2 separate regions of the Oryctolagus cuniculus genome follow, and region 1 is linked to region 2. A link is a contact called in public Micro-C data. All regions are on one chromosome and are shown on one strand. Each heading gives the region's core, a stretch centred on a gene start, on an enhancer-like site or on the middle of the called end of the contact. The rest is flanking DNA. Distances are from core to core; before and after follow the strand shown.

The links. A called contact is a pair of places that touch in the nucleus more often than the background predicts.
Region 1: a Micro-C map of ear pinna shows a contact between it and region 2, with 4 times the contacts expected there. The contact joins the enhancer-like site here to the promoter of CCND2 in region 2. A contact is called at or near these places in 5 of 6 Hi-C or Micro-C datasets (ear pinna, embryonic fibroblasts, liver and 2 more).

Annotation. Positions count from the first base shown.
Region 1 is chr9:105,393,445-105,397,337 of mOryCun1.1, reverse strand. No RefSeq gene overlaps it. Among named protein-coding and RNA genes, the nearest start is that of PARP11, 120 kb to the left of the region's middle. Within about 2 kb of position 1,392, at least 1 of the 8 cell types and tissues checked has an H3K27ac peak or open chromatin away from gene starts, as enhancers often do. A contact at or near this core is called in ear pinna, where this site is marked.
Region 2 is chr9:105,155,554-105,159,436 of mOryCun1.1, reverse strand. It overlaps CCND2 (cyclin D2), which reads left to right and starts at 1,948. Exons shown (of 5, transcript XM_002712830.5): 1 at 1,948-2,495. The coding sequence starts at 2,304. It overlaps LOC108177000 (a long non-coding RNA gene), which reads right to left and starts at 3,682. Exons shown (of 5, transcript XR_011378988.1): 1 at 3,247-3,682.

The sequences.
Region 1 (3,893 bases), core at 143-2,642, 240 kb before region 2:
GGCCCAAGGACTTGGGCCATCTTCTACTGTTTTCCCAGGCCATCGCAGAGAGCTGGATTGGAAGTGGAACAGCCAGGACTCGAACCAGCACCTTTTGGGATGCCGGCACTGAAGGCGGCAGCTTTACCCTCTATGCCACAATGGTGTCCCCGTCCTTTCCCGTCCTAAAAGGCTCCTGTCCCTTCCTGCCACCTGAGAAGTTGCTATTTGATGCCCAACTGATGACGTATGTGTTGTGAGTTTTCCCTCCCCTTCTTCCCGATCCTGGGTGGACACGGAGCTTAGTGCTACCCAGCCTGTTCACTGTGGGCAGTGACCTCCCCTACAGATAGTTCTACTTTTTATTCAATAAAGGCAGAGATCTCTTCATTAGGTCCTTGCTTAGGGTTCTAGGATCCATCCTTGAGCTACAGGCTCAAAATTACCTGATCCTTTCTCCCGCACCAATCAAAGCCCACCCTAACCTAGCACATCACTAGAACCGGCTATTCCTTCTCAATGCATTACCCACTATCTACTTACAACACTTGGGTTTATATTTGGCTGCAGGCAACAGAAACCCAAAATACTATTGTCTTAAACAAAATGAGACTTACTGCATCATCTCCTGGAAAAAGTTGGAGGCAGGTAGTTTAGGACACTAAGGGAGCTCCCTAGGGGGATCAGGACCCACGGTCCTCCCACCCAGCAGGCTATTCTCTCTACCTCCTGCCTCCTGCCTCCTGCCTCATGGCGGCTGCAGAGACAAAGCAGCAGTAGGGACAAACACCCTTGTTTCCCCTCGGGACAGTTCCCAGAACCCACACACAGCACTGCCACAAAATCCCACTAGCCACCAAGTAGGCTGAGGAATGTCTTCTTTTCTCTGTTTAGGTTATCAGTCCTCCAATTTAGGACTCTGCTTCTACAGACGCTGGGGGCAATAGGTCCTGGGGACAACTAGCACACTTGGCCTCTGTCTCTGCCCTGAGCAATCCATTTTCATCCTTGAGAGGCCAGCTTTCTCACGCTCCATGGTCAAGGTGGGCACAATCTCTGGGTCTATCTCTGTTCTTCATAGACCAGGAGCTTAGATGGGGCTGGGGGCCTCCAAGGTAGAGCAGGGTCAGGTGGTTGTTCCCAACACACAGCAAAAAGCCAAGATGGAGTGACACATGGTGGTCCTGGTCCCTCCTTTTAGGAGATTCAATAGGGTCTGTGCCGAAGGCAGAGGCTGTCGCTGATGCATCAGCAGAGGCACAGAGGGCCTGGCCAACCCCTGGAAGCTGGAGATAAGAAATCAGTGCCCGGGAGCACTGGGTTCCAGGGTGCTCATCCAGCCACTGTGCACGGGCCTACAGCAGGCCTCCCCGGTACCATCCTGCCTCTCAGGACACCGCCCTCCCGCCAGGGCAAGAACAGCTGCCCCTGGGCAGCCCACAACCCGCCGCATCGCACAGCCACCTCTTGTCCCCTAGCAGGCAGATAGCGGGGGACTGTGAGAAGCAAACTACATGGCTGCACCCATTCTTGGGGGGCCCAAGTTTCCAGGCAAACGAGTCCCTGCCTGGGCTGGTGGCAACCTGCAGTCTTACCTTATCATCCCAGATCTGGCCCGGCCCCTCCAGCTCCATCGCTGCCTGCTCCCTACGCGTTCTCCTCCCCAGGGCCCCAGGACAGGTATTTGAGCTGGCAGGTCGCCTGCCTCCTCTCCCCAGGTGTCGGGCCCTGTGAACATCCCACGACTGTGGAGCTAACAACTGTGGTGTCGAAACGTCTTGTACACGTACGACGGCGGTATCCTGGGGCAGCCTGGGGAGTGCTGGCTGTAGGACTGCCTTGGGCTGGCAGGGTGCCTGGGTTCGAGTCAGGGGTCATTGGACCCACGAGGGAAGAGGGACCCCATCCTGCCTGCGGGCCCTCTCTGTGGCACTTGTTCAAACTGGGCATGTGCGGCTGCCCTTCACCAAGGTGCTCTGCCTTCCATCCGGGGGACAACCACCGCCCATATTTCCCCCGAGCCCGTTCTTCTTACCCCCTGTTTTCAGATGGGGCTGCCCAGGCCCGCTGTTAGGAAGGCTGGAATTTCTCACCCTACCCGTGTTCTTCCATAGGTCATAGACCCTCTCTCCAGGGTTGCTGGGGCCACTGCCCAGTCCAGTCCCCGTGCTGGGTATGCAGTGTTGGATATGCCTTTGTTTCCAAAAGCCCAGGGCAAGAGAGCTGATCTTTAAGGTTACTTAAGCAGGGTCCCCTTTCTCTCCTCGTCCTCCTCCTGCTCCCTTTTACTCTTCTCCTCCTTCTTTATGAAAATAACATCCTTTACAAATGGAACCAGGTCAGGGCTGGCGCTGTGGCACAGCGGGTTAACGGCTTGGCCTGAAGTACTGGCATCCCATTTGGGCACCGGTTCGAGACCTGGCTGCTCCACTTCTGATCCAGCTCTCTGCTATGGCCTGGGAAAGCAGTGGAGGATGATTCAAGTCCTTGGGCTCCTGCATCCATGTGGGAGACCCGGAAAAAGCTCCTGGCTCCTGGCTTTGGATCGGCTCAGCTCTGGCCGTTGTGGCCAATTGGGGAGCGAACCAGTGGATGGAAGACTTTCTCTCTCTCTCTCTCTCTCTCTCTCTCTCTCTCATTCTCTGCCTCTCCTCTTTCTGTGTAACTCTGACTTTCAAATAAATAAATAAATCTTTAAAAAAAATGAAACCAGGTGACAGGGGGTGGGGGGACACAGTGGAGGGGGCGGGGCACATTGTAGCATGATAGGTTAAACTGCCACTGGCAATGTCGGCATTCCATACGAGCCCCAGTATGAATCCCAGCTACTCCACTTCCAATCCAGCTTTCTGCTAATGCGCCTGGGAAAGCAGCAGATGGCCCAATGCCTGGGCTCCTGCCACCCATGTAGGAGACCTGGACAGAGTTCTGGGCTCCTGGCTTTTCCTGGACCAGCCCCAGCTGTTGCAGCCATTTGGGGAGTGAACTGGCAAGTAAAACATCTGTGTGTGTGTGTGTGTGTGGTGTGTGTGTATCTCCCACTCTTTCTGGACCTCTGCTTTTCAAATAAATGAATAAATCTTTGAAAAGAATAAAATCTGGGGCAGGCATTTGGTTCAGGCATTAAGAGGCCAGTTTGGGACACCAACACCCCATATTGAAGTGTCTGGAATCGTCTCTCTGTCCCTCTCCCTCCCTCTCCTTCTCCCTCCCTCTCTCCTGCCTTTCAAATAAATAAACATTTTGAAAATGAAATCTTCACCATACACCTACTGTCGTCTTTCATCCCCTCCCTAAGTCCTGCATCCCACTTCTCTCCCCCTAAAAAAAATCTCATTGCCAATTTGGATGCATCTTCCTGTCCCAGTCCCCACAGTCACTCACAAGGGTGCATAAGGGGCCTGTTTCCCCTACAAAGCCATGGGCCTGGGGAGGAAGAAACGGGTTTGAGGGTGTCCTCCTTGCACCAAATACAGTTTTTTGCTTTATACTTTGCTCCTCAAAGAATCCTCCACAAACAGGCTCACGCAATCCTTACTCACTGTACTTCACTGACTTCTGTCTTCCGTCATTCTCTCTGCACATCCCAACACAGGACGGTCCAGGAAGAGGTGCCCATTAGCTCAATGGCTGGGGAAGGGTATGGCAGAGAACCACGAAGTATGTATGGTACCCATGCCCAGGGACCAGCATCCCAGGGATGCTCCTGCTCAGCTTGGAGAGCCCAGGCTGGCAAAGGACTGTGGGACCCTTTTTGTAGACAGGCTGAGTCAGATGGAGAGAAGGAAATTGGCTTGAGGACATTCAGACTCTTGGAGTGTGGAGCGCCTTAGTCTGTCTTTTGATTTTAGGAAATTGCAGTATAATAGAAAGACCGTGAATGGAGACTGTTAGGATGGCTGGGTTCTGTCCTT
Region 2 (3,883 bases), core at 699-3,198:
AGTAAAATCAATAGGTGGGGCGCACCGTGCGCGGCCCGGGTGTCATCTGCCGCTCGGCGCTGTTTCACTTTGAGTTGCTAACTTGGGTTGCTCAGGGAGCGCTTTCTCTTCCCGAAAGCTAATGGCTTCCACGGCAATTAGGCATTTTCCTCGCCTGCCCCCTCGCCTCCCCTTTTCTTTCCTTACAGGAGATGGGGTGCCTCATTCCCGTGGCCGTAGATCTGGTCGGAGGCGCCCGGGCCCCTCCTCGGCCTCCGCCCGCCCCGGTCCCTGCTCTCCCTCCGCCCTCCCCTGGCTTCCTTTTGATGTAGCGGGGAACGCGTCCCACTAAAAAAAAAAAAAAAAAAAAGTAATCTGCCCGGTAACAATCAGCGCGCAGTAGCAGGAGCCCCAGAGCTATTGGCTATGCAAATAGAGGGAGGGGAGACGGCGCCCCAAACTCTTACTCACCCTTTTAAAGCGATATCCCCCTCCCCCCCAGCCACCCCTTCCGCCCCACCCTCGTTTAAAGGGGCTGCCTCCGGGGCCCGAGTGCGGCGCGTGCACCTCTGGTTCCCTCGCTCCCCCGCCGCCGTGCTGGGAACCCAGTGAACAGCTCACCCAGCCCGGCCTCCACCCCCCCCTCCCCGCTCCCCGCGGCTCTCCGCGCCCCTGCTTGGGCCCCCTTTCTCGGAGCGGCGGGCAGTGGCGCAGCCTCGCCGTGCCCGGGTTGCCCCGTCCCACGCCACGCTCGGTGCACGTGCCAGCTGGGCCTCGGCGCTGGGGGCGCCCAACGCGCGCCCCTTCTCTACCCCCCACCCCGTAAAATGCACCGAAAAGACAGGCTGTGGCGGGGGTGGCGGGAGGAAGGAGGCGAGGAAACGCCACCGTGTCCCCGGGAGAAACAGCCTTGACCCCAGGATGCGTTCGAGCACGTGTCAGGGCTGACCGCGCTGGCAGCGTCTCCATCCGGAGAAAGCCCTGGCCCGCGAGAGAGGCGCGGACCCGGAGGGGTCGCTGAGGATGCGGGCGAAGGACCCACGCAGGGAGGCAGCATGGGGCCTCCGGGGAAAGGTGTCGGCGGAGGGGGGAGCCCGAGCGTGTCCCTCCCTCGCCCCCTCCCCCCGGGCTATTTCCTAGAAAGCGGTATCAGCGCGGCCACGCTCTCGCACACACCTCGGGCGGCTTGTGGGCAGATGCCGGGGCGAGGAAGCGGGTTTTTTTTTCCTGCGTGGCCGCCGGCCGCCCAGAAACCGCTGGCGGCCCTGCTCACGGCCCCTCGCACCCGGGGCGCTGCGCCGTGTGGCCAGTGGCACCCGCAGCGCCCCCAAGAGCATCCTGCCTTCAACTTGAGGGTCGTAGTCGCTATCCAACCAGAAAAGCGGCCCCCTCCGTCCTAACACCCACTCTTTCCTCTTCTTCCTCTCCACAGACAGCTGCAAGGGGGTAGTGGGGGGTGGGGGTGGGCGACGTTGCTCCGGTCCCTTTAATTAGGCTTTTGCAACAGCTTCCAGGTTATCAGGAGCATAAACTTGAGGGACATAACCTTCACCTCCGGCTATGCGAGGTTGCTGTTTTCTAAGTCCCCTCACCTAAAGGGTCTTTCTCAATTGAGCCCACCCACCCTCCGCCATCTGCCCTCCATTCCTGGGGCTGGAAGACGTGGGCAGAAATATTAGCATCAATTTCGCGGAAAGCACGGTTGGAGGGTAGTCTTTGGATGCGACGCGCCCACGGAGTGTGCAGAATCAGAGCGAGGAGAGAGGAGTCGGTGGGTTTCCGTGGGTCCCCCTCTCCGGGGCCCCCGACTCGCTCGCGGATGCAGCGAGAGGGCCTCGGAGCAGGGTGGGGTGGGGGGGCGGGGGCCGCGTTTGAAGTTGGGTCGGGCCAGCTGCCGTTCTCCTTAATAACAAGAGGGGAAGGGAGGAGGGAGAGGTTGAAAGGAGGAGAGGAGGGGCGGGAGGGGAGGGAAGGGGAGGAGGAACCCGAGAGGGGAGCGAGGAGAGGGAGGAGAACCAACTGCCCAGCCAGCTTGCGTCACTGCCTCTGAGGCGAAGAGAGCGAGCTGGAGAGAGCGAGACAAGTTTGAGGGGAGGACGGGTGCGAGGCAGGCAGCCCCCGAGGCTCTGCTCGCCCACCGCCCAGCCCTTCCTCTCGGCTCCTCCGCTTCTCCCTCTGCCCTCGGCTCGCCCCCCGAAAACTCCCTATTTAGCCAAAGGAAGGAGGTAAGGGGAACTCTCTCCCCTCCCCCTCCAAAAAAAAAAAAAAAACCTAACTTTTGCAGTCCGGAGAAGGCAGGGGAACGAAGGGTCGCCCGGCTGGCCATGGAGCTGCTGTGCTGCGAGGTGGACCCGGTCCGCAGGGCCGTGCCGGACCGCAACCTGCTGGACGACCGCGTCCTGCAGAACTTGCTCACCATCGAGGAACGCTACCTTCCCCAGTGCTCCTACTTCAAGTGCGTGCAGAAGGACATCCAGCCCTACATGCGCAGGATGGTGGCCACCTGGATGCTGGAGGTAGGGCTGCCAGGGGCCCCCCACGCTCGGACCCTAAGTCTGAAAGAGGGCCACCCTGGCGCTGGCCTCCCAGCTCGGCTGCGCGAGGGTGTCCCGCGCCCCTGGGCGAGACGCGTGGCCGCATTTCTGTTCCCGGTCCCGGGGAGTGGGGGGGGGCGAGGAGGGAGAGGAAAATCTGGGAGAAACGCGGCTGGCCCGGGGTGGGGGGGGGGGGGAGCATCCCGCGCGCGTGCTGCGTGCATGTGGCTTCCTCGGCGCCCCCCTCCCCCGCCGACCTGTCTTTCTCGAAGCAATGGCAAGGAAGGGAGTGGGAGCTTGAAACGGGGACCCCGGGTCCGAAAGCAGCCCCCCGACCCCCGCCAAGGCAGGAGCCCGTTCGCCCTAGCCTCAGGTCCCCGCGTGTGGTCGCGACTCCGCGTTGGCACTTCGGGGGGGAGGGGGAGGAAGGAGGAGGAGGGGGAAGGAGAGAAACGGGGAGTTCGGGAGCCCCGGAAGTCGCCCTGGAAAAGCGTGTGTTTTAGGGGAACCCAAAAAGAACCACTTCTTTCGCCTCGCTGCAAGTCTGCGTCTTGCGAGCCCCGTGCCCACGTATGCACGGCTCTGGACCTGCCGTGGTTTCGCCATGTTGCTTTCCAGACTCGGGCTGCTGAGCCCGGGAACCGCCGCCCGCGCCCCCGCGCACCCCCAGACCGCGGCAGGCCCTCGCGGCCGTGCCCGTGCCCCCGACCCCCGCCTCGGGGAGGTTACTTACAGTTTGGCTTCCCAGCTTCCTCGCTGCGGAGGCTTGGGCGGGGTAGGGTCGGGGGGAGGAGGAGGAGGAGGAGGTGTGTGTGTGTGTGTGTGTGTCCTTGAGGCGGAATGCGGGGCGCCCCTCGGCTGGCAGCCGGAGCCCCCCGGGCCCCGGTCCTTGCCCGGTGGTCACCACGTCCCCAGCTCTGCGCCTGTGGGCCGCCGCCGGACACTCCCGCCGCGGCTCTCAGCCGCTGCGAGTTTCCCCCGCGGGATCCGCAGCCCCGGGGGTCGAGATGCAGCCCGCTGCAGCCCCCGAAACCCGCGTGCCAGGGAGCCTGGATCCTCTGGGGGGTTTTCACGCCAAAAGGGCTTTGCTGGGGTATTTCCTCGATTTTTAATTATTTTTTGAAGGCGTGCCCCCCTGCTCCGAGCGCCGGCGCCGCGGCTCTTCCTCCTCTACACCCTCCCCCTCTCTCCCCAACTCTCCCCACCCACCCCCCCATTAGCGGCCCCTGGGCAGCCCGGACCCCCTCGGGCATTTTTTTCAATTGTCGGGAATGGTAGAGCAGGGTCTGGGCATCCGGATGGGGCCAAGAAGTAGACCCCCGGAGGCTCCAGAATATTTTTATTGATTTTTTGAAAAGATGACGAAATCC